Linked DNA regions of Dromaius novaehollandiae: region 2 is linked to region 1. A link is a contact called in public Hi-C data. All regions are on one chromosome and are shown on one strand. Each heading gives the region's core, a stretch centred on a gene start, on an enhancer-like site or on the middle of the called end of the contact. The rest is flanking DNA. Distances are from core to core; before and after follow the strand shown.

Region 1 (6,335 bases), core at 3,160-5,659:
AGATCAGCCTGCTCATGGAAAGGGGTCCTTGTCTGGAGCTTCTCACTCGTGTCCCATTGACTTTATGGATAGCTCTCGCGATCTTGTCTGAGCACATCCAAATGTTTGTACAGCACCTGACACAAAGGGGCCACCGACCTGCTTCATTTATCAAATGATAAATACCATAATAATACTATAATTGAAGTCATTCGTACAGACAGTAATCATCTGGTGATTCAGTATAGTGTAGACTTGCTAGATGGAAGACTGCACTAAGCTTATGCAGAGATTTCTATCTTGCCCATTAGTTTCTGCACACTAAATATATTCTGAATTTACAAATGTTGAAGTTTTAAGGTGAGATTTGCTATGCTTGGTCTCAGCCCAAAAGTGATTCATTTTTGTAATGCCAGAACAAAACCGTTCAGCCACTTTTGAATTATGTGAGGCTGAAGACAAGATATTGATAAAGTTGGTATTAACAGCTGAATCAAGATTCCCTGACAGCACATATAATAATATTTTTTTATTTATTGAGCAAGGAGCAGCAACACAGGGGGAGGTGGAAGACAGGAAACTACAGAGAGTTTATGCCTGCCAGCGAGCAACACCCGAACCAGGAATCAGGCTGTGGTGATGTACAGTGCACGGAAAGTGTACTTGAATTAATGCCTATGACCTGGCTGATACATATCTCATAGTTAATCTGGTTACGCGGGGTTTATTTCACAGTCGGAAGTTTTTGCGCTGGAAGGGAGTCCTGCTGGGGTTTTCTGAGCACGTGACTGAATTAATGAATGAACAAATGCAGCTTGCCAGTCCAGATTTAAACTGCTTACCAGACCAAAATCTGCTCATTTTCTCCATCCTTTCGCCAGCCTCTCTGCATTTTATTTATTAATTTATTTAAGAAAACAGATAAGAGCGAAGAAAACGCCCGCGGACATCATCAAGGCGGTGAACCCAGATAAGTGGCCATTTGTCATGCCCGCCTGAAGCCCGGCGCTGGGCTTTGAGCCCAGCCGTGGCCCCAGGCAGGGAGGTCCCTGGTGGAGGCTGGCGGCGGGCGGCAGCGCCAGCCATGGGGCTGGCTGGCGGCCCCCGCACTGCCTGAGGCTGGGGCTGCGACGAGCCCCTTGGAAGACGATGGTTTTAAGAGCAGCGGATCCCCCTGCGAAACAGCAGGAAATAACCTGGCCTTGCTTCACTGGAAGGATCACGCTGTCCCTAACATTCAGATCCACGCTGCCTTCGGTATTAGCTGGCTGGAAGATTTTAATGGGCACTAGCTAACAGGATCTCTGAAATATTTTGATTTATTTAGCCACTGGGCAGATCTCCAGCCTGCCTTTGTGACTGTGGGGTTTGTATTTTAATAGGAATTTTAAGAAGGTTTGGTTAGGGGTATTTAAGGTAGTCCCTGAGCTTTTATGTAGGCTTTCCCAGCCCTGATTAAAAATTTAGTGCTGAAGAGATGCAGAGGCAGGATTTAAAAGGCAGGGAAGCAGGGACCCTGCAAGCATGTAGCCTGCGATGCCCTCCCAAAGCCTCTTTCAGACGACTGAGCTCATTGCATGCCACCCGTCGCCTCTCCTTTGGTGGACCAGCCTCCGGACTCCTTAACAGCCGTGTCCAACCTCGCTGCGCAAGGCCGGGATGTACGCAGCCGTCCGTCTGCTCTCGCAGAGCCGCGGCGCAGCCCGCTCCACCCTCAGCAGCTCCAGCAGGGCATCGTGGAGAAGGAGGATGCACGCTCGCTCTCCCCCTCGCCGTCCCCAGCCCCGCTGGGCAGGGCTGGACATCTCTCTCCGAGCCCCGGCACTGGGATGCACTGTGAGGACCCAGCATACAGACATGGGAGCTCAATGCAGTGAGACGCCTCCCAGCCTCCAGTCCACACGCTCCTGAGCAAAGCGGATGAGAGACAAACGCCGTCACTCCTTCAAGGTGAAGGGCTGCAGCGGCATGAAGGAAAAGCAGCCTGTGCTCTGTGCCAAAGCCTGGAGACACCCCTGAAGATTCACTGCTGTTCAATTTTTATGGCATCTTAGATATGAATTTTTGAGCTTGTGAAAACAAGAGGCTAATAAATCCACAGGGTTAATGAGAAGAGAGATGCTGCCAATATATCCAGGTATCCTGAGCTGCACTGTCCCTGCTCTTCCTTGCCTTCCTCTCCTCATGCTGCGGACGTAGCCTGGGCAGGGACGGACAAGTATGCTGCACGATGCAGTGCAGGCGTGCAGGCATCTCATAGTGTAATACCGACCAGGTTCGTTTCACTCACTTGGAGACTCGACTGTCAGTTTGAATCCAGGTCTCCAGAGGTGCAAGCCCAGTGTGTCCAGGCACTGCTCCTCCTGCGACTGGCTTAACATATTGCCTGTTTGGACTCTGACCTCTGAGGACGAGGAGGAGGTAGGGTCAGCACCAAGGTGCATTTCTGCAGCACCTTGCCATCCTAAAGGGAGTGGAAGCGCTTCAGAAGTGAAAGTCTGTTTTGACCTGAAGGACTCAAGCCGCTAATAAAATGAGGAGCTGGGAAAGTCATCTGTGTGGACTTTGAAGTGTCATGGTGGCTGCCTATTTAATGCTCTCTGGGGGGCAGATGCATCCCAGAAAGGGCGTTACGGTCCCAGGCTCCCTGACCACTGCCAGGAAGCAGCTAAGACAAGGAGGTCCATGGTGGACGATTTTAAAAGGCACTGTGGGGCCCAGCGTATTAATTGGTGCCAGGTTTTATGGAGCCACAACTTTCAGTGCAAGCACTTGCAGAGACAGCAGGACATATGCAGCTGCTCGCCCCCTGCACCTGGAGGACCCTGAGGGGCAGGTGGAGGGGCACACACCGAGAAGCAGGACCAACAGCGAGCCTGGCGAGCCCAGAGTGTGCCCACAGCCACCTGCCACACCACCAGCCACCAGCTGCCCATGGAGGGGAAGGCTGGGTCTTGGTGTGTTGCGCTGATCTGCACAGGAGGATGGGAGGATTAGGAGAAACACTGGAGCACCTTGGAAAAGGGCAGGCTGTGGCCAGCTGAGGAAATCATTGCGACGTGGCAGATTAATTTGGGAGCAAAGATACAAAAAGCAACCCACTGTAACTTCAAACTTCATCAGCTTTCCCAAGCATCCCTTGAAATGCCAATTAAAATGAGTAGAGGGAGACGAGTCTGCTGACAGGATCACAGCCTCTCCTAAACTGAGTAATAAACATGTAATAGGCATCTATGTTTCCCCATATGCATATTTTCCAGGCTGAGTTGACTGTAAACATTGCAGTTATATGAAACCCACACAGAAGAGGATGCAAACATAAACTAGAAAGAGAAGCAAAGCCTAGTCACAAAGCTGAAACAAAAAAACCCCATGACAGTATTCCATATATAAATAAATAACTGCCTGAAATGAGGGCTAATTAACTTGCAATAAACCAACTTAACCACTTAGGGGCAGCGTTAACACGGAGTTAACATGCAAAACAAACCTGTGTTTTCTCACCTGGTTAATTTAATATGCGCTGTGAATATTCATAGTATATCAAATACTGATACATCGACACACTGAATGATGCAATCTGTCAAACCCAGGAATGCATGATAATAGGAGTAACTCAATTGCTGCTCATACAGTGTTGACTTTGATCACTGGGTGTTTCTAAACACACTTAAAGATATAGGACTTTGCTTCTTTTCCTCTGTAAGGATCATGGAATATGTTTTATACAAATATTAAAACCTAAAAAAAGAGGTAAAAAAGGGCTTCATTTAAAATAAACAGAAAGAATATGAAATAGAAAAAGGCTGTCTTTGAGAAATGCTGCTCTCGGACGCAGGAGCTGAAGAAAACATTTTATCTCCATGGCCACATTCAGTGTCACTTTGCTTTCACACAACACGCTTCTTTCTCTGCTGCACATTCAAAAAAATCCTCGTTCGCTGGATACTTCTGAAACATTTCCCTGCATTATAAAAGAGCCCAGACCTGCTTCAGGTATGTCTACACTCTCTGATCAGAGCAAGTAGATAAAGGAAAGGTGTTTTCTTAGTGTGGCTTGACTAACTTGAGTTAGCTCTGGCAGGTGGGCACAGCAGGAGAAAGACAGTAACCTGGCTTTTTTCAAATGGGGTAGCAGCTTAAATTCAGCCTCTGGTAAAACTCAGCTTATCCTCACCACTATTTTAACCTGAGGTAAGAAGAGCAATTTTCCTCTCCTCTTCCTGCTCCTTCCCCCTGCGGTGACACCCTTGGGGTTTACAGCTCCTGTGTGGGTTCCTAGTGTCCCAGCTCTATCTTTGCAGCCACCAGGTCTTTCTGCCTTTTCTGGCCAGGGCTGTGGGATCTAGAGCGTGCTCTGGCAGTGCTCGGCCCCTGCCACGGTGCACCCGGGTGCCTCCGGCAGCTGTCGAAGCATGCTGAGGCCATGCTCCCGGGGTAATTAATACCAGATCTGTGCACTACCAGATCGCTTGGCAGTGCAGCTCTGATCTGCATCAGGTGCAGGCATGCGATCGCATTTCTGGTGAATTAGCCTGCGTGCACGGTGTGGAATTTATGCTTTATGCTGGCTGAGGAAGGATAGGCAATACCTGATCAGGCAAAAAGCTAGCTTGGTGCAGAGAGACAATATCAGATATGGCACAAAGTTAAAGCAAGGTGGATAAACAATATCTGATCTTGCATAAGAAGCTGCTGGTACAAAGTTGGCTTGTCAGGACTGCTAAAATGAATTCAGACCAGCAGAGTGCCATGTGGCCAAAGCGTTTCTGCTGCGGCACCAGGGAGCCCAGAGCCAAATTTACCTTGTTGAAGAAGGAAGAGACCAGCACCGAAACGCGTCGCCACCCTCACCAGCATACCTTTTGGAGTAAAGACACTGTGACAGATGGGGCTGTGAAGGGCCAGAGGTGTTCCCTATTGCAGATGTGGACCCTGCCTGGCATCACCCAGGCCCCGACAGCTATCGTGGAGCAGATCTGCCATAGCAATGCACTTCCCTCGCGGTGGGGAGGTGGTGCTGGCGGCGCGGTGCCGTGCCGGGGCTGGCGCTGGCTGGCAGGTGAGGTGGAGGAGGAGAGGAGCGCCTGCCATGGCTGCTACTGCCGCTGAGAGAGGGGATTCAGGCACCAGGGCAGCTGCTCTGCCAAAAGCATTAAATCTACTGAAATACGCTCCTGCAAGAAGAGGAGGCAAGCAAGCAATCTGAGTGGAGAGAGAAGCAATGAGCCCACCGTACGGGATCATCCACAGACCCTTCTCCACTGGACTGAAATTTTGCCCTTTAACCCGCCTCAGCTGGATTAAGGAAATCAGCTCTCAGGCACTGGCTTCCTTTGCCTCTAAAATTCAAGTATTGCCCCTTACTTTTTTTGCAGGACAGAGAGCACAGCCAAGGGAGATCCAGTCCCGCAGCTCCTAGGAAATGGAAGGAGAATGGCAGGGTGGAGTCGTCATGCGTTATGCTGAATATTTACCCCTCATGCATGCTATTTTATTTTAAATCTAGCGTGTAATATGCTTTGCATCTAGCATGTTGCTCTTGTGTGTTTTTCCCTTGCCCTGCCTGTGTCTTGCTGGCAGCTGCCATCACGAAACAAAAGGCAGCTGCCAGTTTGAGTGAACATCTCTCTCTTCCCTCTCTTGCTCTCCAGAGCTGATGCAGTACCACTTTGCAGACTGGGTGGCAGGCACTGATGTGAGGGAGCTTTGCAGCCCTCAGGAAGCTTGGGCATGTCATGCCTCAGAGACTCACTGCCAGAGCTCGAAGCTGTATTTAAGCTCTTGAACCTGGCTCAGCAGTAGCCGGGAGAGAATCTGCTGTCACCGTGCCAGCACACCAGCTTGAGCTATCTCCACTGTGGCGACTGCCCGTATCACAGGATTTAACGTTGCTGCTCTTGGCAAAGGTAATGGTTTATTAGATATGACTTAGGTCTTCTGCCCCAAGATGTGTAATCAAATGTAGGGATTCCTACTCCAAACACATGGTATCCCAAAGTCCAACGAAGAAAAGCCTGAAAAAGAGAGATCGAACTGAAGCAGCGCTTGTGAGAAGATCCTTTTTTGTGTCAAATTAAAATACTGCTGGGAAAAAGAAGGAAGAATCCCCAGGACCTGGATGCTCAGGCCAGCTGTGGGCCTCAGATCCTGCTATTCTTTGGCCCATGGGACCAGTCGGCATGCAAGTTACTGCATGTGACGAGGGAGTGCATGTGAAACTCACCTGTGATCCTTTGACTCCTCTTAGGACTGGCCAGCTCCATGATCTAGGAGACTAGAGATCATCTCAGGAACCAGTTCAGCTGTTTTTTCCAGAGGTGGAAAGTATGGGCGAGCTTTTCTTGAGAAGCCTT
Region 2 (6,346 bases), core at 2,133-4,632, 96 kb after region 1:
CAGCAGAGCCCCGGTGGAAAGCACGGCGAAACCTGAGCTCAGGCAGAAAGTATTTAGCTAGTGGCACATGCTGCTAATGGAGCGACATAAGCCAGTGCCCTCCTCCCAGTGAGGTTTCGCAGCTCCACTTCAGTGTCATCCCTGTGCCAGCAGGGATGACCTGGAGAGCTGTCTTGGTTGGTGGAACCTTATGGATACCAAGGCCCCTGTCAATACCCCGCAGAGCTGCCTACCATGCTGGCCCCAGTAGCTTTTCCTTTGGTACAGCAAAACCCCCCTAGCTGAGCAGGGGCTGGTGGCCATCTACAGCAACAGGCGTCTCAGCCCCTCGCCAGGGTGCCCAGGTGGCTCCCCAAGCCCTCAGGCCCAGGCTCCTACTGCAGAGAGTGCCTGCAAGAAATGCACAAGCTGCTGATGGCCTGGGAGTGCAGCCCATTGCCTGGCAAGTCATTCCCAGCAACTCCTCCACTGTAGCAAGGCATTTCTGCCAGTCCTTTCTCCCCTTGCTGCCCTGAACCTTGTCCTTCTGCTCCACGTGCAAAAGCTCAGCCAGGTTCACCCAGGAGGAGAGAGAAACAGCACCACCAAAGAGAAAGATAGAGGAAGCCTTTTTAAAGAGGCAACAGATGCCGAGCTGGCTCCCCCACCAAAGCGATTTTCCATGTCAAAGTCCCAGCACTGCCTTAAAGTAGGGAGCAGCTGGTGTTCACCTTGCTTAGCAATCTGGGCTCCTGCCTTCAGTGCTGGCAAATGCAGGGTGCCCAAGGTCTGGTCACTCCTGTCCCAGAGGATTTATAGGCTGTTTTAAAGCTGGTGGGTCCCTCCCACCAAAAAAAAAGAAAAAGAAAAAAGAAAGAAAGGAAGTTTATGCTCCTTTGAGGGACTCAGTGGAGTAGCCAGAAAGTGAAGAAAACCAAGGTGCTGCTCCATAGCCCAGCTGGGTGTTCGGATGCTGGCTGAGCCCTTCCCTGGAGGCAGGGAAGCAGCGGCCACAGCAGGACTGCGGTGGGTGCCCTCGTCCTGGCAGCGAGGTAGACACCTCACTTGCCCCTCCTTGCGCCCATGCAAATGTGTGCTCGGGAGCCTTGTTGTCCCCCACATGGAGCTTCATCGCCCTCATCATGTGGGATAGCTGCTGCCAAGCCCCCCTTCAGCAGGACGCCAGGCGGGTTTACAGCAGAAGTTGGTGTGTGTTGCATATAAGTGGGATAAAACCTCCCCTCACTGGATCGCCTCTCCTGCCTGTCTCACATGCCGCCGCGCAGCCTGCATTGCAATGTGGGCTCGGCGCAGTCTCAGGCTGGGGTAGCTCAGACGCACGGCAGCAGCGTAGGGGAGAGGATTTCTCTGTTCCCTGCTGGCTGCAAAGCAGTGGCGCAAATGATCAGGTGGTATAAAAATGAATCCACCCCCCCCGCCCCAGACCTTTATAAGAAATGTAGGATATTAATAATAGCCAGGATATTGCTTCAGCAAGAGGTTTGGGCCATTTGAGCGGATAGCAGATGAAAAGAGGAGGCTGGGATCCACACTGAACTGGCCTCTGTAGTGGCATTACAATACTTAGCCAATCAATCTCCATTAGAGTTCACAGCCCCTTTGATCAATCTCATCTTTAAAAATACCAATGCTCTGGAAGACTCAGGAACTGCTCAATGCTCCTTCATTATTTTCAAGCCATTAAAAAACAGAAATATTAGCTGCTGAACACTTTTTCCTTGTATTAAAATAAAATGCATAGGAAGCACAATGTTAAAAAAGCAGCTGAAAATGATTAAAAATAACAGAGTGATAAAAGTAAAATTGTTTTTTTCTAAAAATGTTGGCGTGTTGTGTTGCCATGGGTATTGTATTCATATGAATGAGCTCAAAGTGCCCTGCTACCTGTGTCTGTGTTGAACTGTGTGCGTCATTATAGATGGCTGTTGCATTAAATCCAGAAGGATTGCCTTCTGTTTGTGCAGAAACAAGGCTTTCTTCTATTGTTATACAACACAAAGTGATTATTGTATAAAGCAGGCTCATCTGAGATGCGTTTTGGTACACAGGAGGGGTTTTTTGGCTGTCGCGCATTTTCTTTTCTGGAGACTCCTGTAAACGGGTGAGCCAGACTGCCCTGATTCCCGTTAGCTCCAGCCCTGATCTTTTCCAGAAACACCGCCGAGCCCTGCAGAAGTGTTTCTGAGCTCGCAGCATACCCACTCCACCCTGCACTTCAGCTTATGGGGTATGGTGGGTATGTGGTTTACGGGTTTCTTTACTGAACTGGCGTGTGCTCGACTGACACGCATAAGCGTTTACACAGCTTGACACCGACGGAGGCCTGGCCAGAGCTGCAGAAAAATCCTTTGCTGGAGTCCTGCTTTTCTTTCTCTGCAGTGCTCTTTGCCATAATGGCAAATCGTATCTCAGTGGTAGGCCTGTGGTAACCAAACCAAAGCCTAATTTTTACTTTAGCCACAAGAAAGGATGCTTGTATTTCTAGCAAGGATTGAAAGAGATCAAAAATGACACTCTGAAAGCTTTGTGGGGTCTCTTGTGAAATGACTAGATGGTTTCAGGCTGCTTCTTCGTGGAGAGTTTTTATTTGTAAGCCAGCTATACATCGGATAGGCTTGGTAGGTCCTGAACGGACATGAAGGCTAAATGCTTCTCCAGCGTGCTTGAGGAATCCACATCCAGTAACCACCAAAGGCTGTTTTCCACTGGCCTTCACTCTGTTCTGTGATGACTAAATTGGTGGACTCTTGGATTTTGCCAGGATCTTTCGGCTGAGTCCCATCCTGGCACGAGGACATGAAGCAAATAGTCATTACTCCTTCTCTGCTTTCCACACCTTGGTTTCTACGCAAAAGTTGATGCCTGTGGGTCAAGGGGAGATAGCAGATCCTAGGATCAGGTCCCTGCCTGAGTCAGCAGGACCCTGAGGCAGGACCAGCCTCAACACAGGCTGAGAGGATCAATCCCCCATTCCTGTGGGCTGGCACTTGCAAACACAACAAAACCTGTTTAACTTTGAGAGAAAGCCTAGGTGGAAATTTTTGCTGGTTAAACACAAATCTGTCACCATTTGCTTTCTAGGGAGAATTTACAGACGTGGACGGGGCCTAAAACTGGGGCAAAAATCACTTCAGCATGTGTAAAAGTGTAAGGTTTCTCTTAGCCAGGCACACTGAGGCCTTCTTTTCCATTCCCTCTGCTGGGTCTCTTGCCAGGCTGGTGCAAAGCCAAAAGCAAGAAAAGGCTGAAATTAAAAGGGAATTTGGATGCTTAGTCAAAGCTTATCTGAACTCCGTTGGTTTGCAGAGCAGGGCTGCGCAGCCAGCTCTTGCGAGGCTTCTTATGAAACGCTGGCTATTTCTTGCTGTTTTTTCCAGCCTTCCCAGCTGTGAGCTGAGCTCCTCGCGCAAGTCTGGCACAGATCCAGCTGGAAGCCAGCAGCGCTGAACCGCCTCCGCACGAAGCAAAACAGGCTGGGGGAAGCGGAGCAGGGGCAGGAAAGGGACTGGACTTGCTGGAGGCGGCTGGATTTAAATGCCTGGAGTGCCTTTACCTGGCGCTGGGGTTGCAGTTTTGGTGGGGAAAGACGGTTGCTCACGCGGACCTCACTTGAGTGAGGACAGAGAAAGGCTGAGACAGGTCACTATAGCCTTATACACTGCAACAGCCCCCACGGGCTCCTCTGAAATTATTAGCAATGACAAACCTCCCATGCGAGATTTGAAAAATGGAGCCCTGGAAAATCCTGGAAACACATGCCTCTGGATTTGGGGGGAGCTGGTGCGAATGTGGAATCTAACCCTGATCCAAGTCCACACCTAGGGAGGGATGAATGTATGTGCTTAGGATGTGCTGGTTACAGTCTAGTTGTTAATGTGGCCCCTTTCTTCCAAATGGAGAGATCCTTGGCTATTGCAGAGCAGGAGGGTTTGAAAATGGATTATTATATATCGGACATAGCAGCAGCTGGAACCCTTCGTGGTACATGGCAGCGCAGGTGAATATTCCTATCTGAAAGCATAGCTTCTGACGATTCATCAGTAACAGCGTATTTTCTGACATCGCCCAAACATTCATGCTGGAACAGCTTCATAGCAAGACTCTGCTTTCTCTGCAGAAGCCCAGATATACAGCAACAGCTCCCAGAACGGCAAATTTGCCTTGCTCTTCCTTTAATTACTTCACTGCTTAAGGAAAAGAAAAACTGACACACTTTTCTTGCAAGTGGAGATTAAGCAGAAATTCAGCTCCAGCTCTGAACAGCGTACCTTCCAGCTTTGATTTTAAACAAACAACAACCAAAAATCCCTGATGCCTGGAGTCAGCAACTTCAGACCACATGGAGGTTCCCATGTCGCTAGCCTGATTTTCAAAGGTGATGAGCTGCAGCGGGCCCCCTAACCCTGGCAGAAATTGCCTGTATCAGAATAAATAGATAAATAAATAAATAAAAGAGTCAGTACAGACACTGGACCCCAAGCCTTGGCTTCTGTTGCAGCTTTTTCTTAGCAACCTATCCAGCAGATCTGTGTGTATGATCAGCATTTTGGGTCGGAGCTGGAGCTGCAAGTGACTACAGACAGACCAGGCTTGCCGGGCGCTTGGTCCGAGCTGGCTCAGAGGCTGACGCAGAGGCCAGATCCCCCACATGTCTGGAGCTGGACCCCAGCTGACATGGGGCTACCTGACTTCTGGACCGGACACAGCTTGTGTCGAGCCAGCTGGAGTGGCTGGAGAAGACGGGGGTCTGTCTGCACCTACCTTCACAGCTGTGCCCTGAAAGGCTGCCATAGACCAATATGGTTTACCTTGCAGGGGTGCATCTTTGTCAGGTCGCCCCCCCCCCCCCGCCCCCCGATCACTGCGCTTTTCAGGTTCATCTGGAGATCAAGAGAAAAAGGTTCTGCTCCTTAAATCCAGAAACAGTGCTAGATTCAAAAAGGAACAAAAGATATGTCTCTACTGCTTTCACCAGAAAGGTGTAAGGACACCCCAAATACTTCAGGAAATAAAAACAGTGCACTAAGGCACATAGTAAAAAATATTAGAGGAGCAGGGGTTCATTTGTTCATTTGCTGTGGAAAGGGACTAAAACACGATATTTCACCTTGCAGGACACTGTCCAGCTATTAGCCAGCAGGGCATCCTGGAGGGATGGGGGGTCACGGTCTCCCCCTCACCTGCTCCTTTATAAATAATGACATCGCCGCAGAGTTGGGGGAAACCATGAGGAATGCCACAGTCTCGGGGGAGAACATCCGCTTGGAAAGGCGGAGTCCCCACACCAAGGAATACTTAATGCGCCAGCATTAGCTAATCACTGATTTATATTTAACCACTTGGAGGGCATAGTATATATGTGCATTTGTGCTCCTTCTCTGCTTGGAGTATGGTGTTTGAGTACCCTAGTGAATGGTGCTTGAATTCCTCTTCTCCACACAAATACTTCTTTTTGGAAATCATATATGAAACAATTAGATATTAATGAATTTTTCAAAACAATTTCTCAGTATTGTTTCCTGCCAAAACTGTTTTCCAGTTTAAATCTCAACTGCGCTGAATAGTCTTGGCTTCCTAGAAACTGCATTTCTCCGTGAATAAATAATTTTCTAGTTCTGCCTCCTTCAGATCTTATGTCCCGTGGTATGCTTGGAATATCTCTGCAGAGGTGCACAGCACCATTTTCCATACAGTTCTGCACTCATTTTCTTTTTAGTTTGTAATAAGCAGTTGCACAAAACTAGTGCCTGAGCACAAGGGACACGAATGTCCCTTAGCATCCTTCCTGGGACTCCACGTCGCTCTGATCTGGGCCACCAGCTTCTGACCACGGGAATAGTCACTGGCTCTTGGTGCATATGATGCTTACTGCTACAGACAGTGCTCTCAGCGCAGGCGAAGGCCACCTCCCTCGTCCACCCCGTCACACTCCCCTCCTCCTCCTGATTAGAGATGTCGTCTGTGCAATAGTGCCAGTCTCCTGACAGTGTGGGAAACTGGAATACAGATGTTCCTCTTGATCCAAGCCTCGTACTTGGCATCACAGTGCATTATGCTCCATCCCAGACGTGCTGCTGGGCCAAAACACACACAAACAATTTTATTTTTAATCCAGATCTTTTCATAGCAGTCTAAATTTTGTAATTCCTACTCCTTCGTTTCCCCCTCCCTCCTCCTCCTTTTTTTGATGGCAGTGCGCTCTCAGGTTACATCCAGCCCTGGGTGTATCTCAATATGTAACTCCGACTCTATTTTTACACCTCTTCTTTGCTCAGCCGCTCACTCTGTGGTTTTCAATGTTGTAGGCAAACGAGAAGAAACACCTCTTGCAGCCCAGAGTCACATA

What was found. A called contact is a pair of places that touch in the nucleus more often than the background predicts.
Region 2: a Hi-C map of brain shows a contact between it and region 1, with 2.3 times the contacts expected there. The contact joins two enhancer-like sites. A contact is called at or near these places in 2 of 4 Hi-C or Micro-C datasets (brain and liver).

Annotation. Positions count from the first base shown.
Region 1 is chr1:125,664,047-125,670,381 of bDroNov1.hap1, forward strand. No RefSeq gene overlaps it. Among named protein-coding and RNA genes, the nearest start is that of BCOR, 170 kb to the left of the region's middle. Within about 2 kb of position 4,410, at least 1 of the 2 cell types and tissues checked has open chromatin away from gene starts, as enhancers often do.
Region 2 is chr1:125,760,884-125,767,229 of bDroNov1.hap1, forward strand. No RefSeq gene overlaps it. Among named protein-coding and RNA genes, the nearest start is that of MID1IP1, 210 kb to the right of the region's middle. Within about 2 kb of position 3,383, at least 1 of the 2 cell types and tissues checked has open chromatin away from gene starts, as enhancers often do.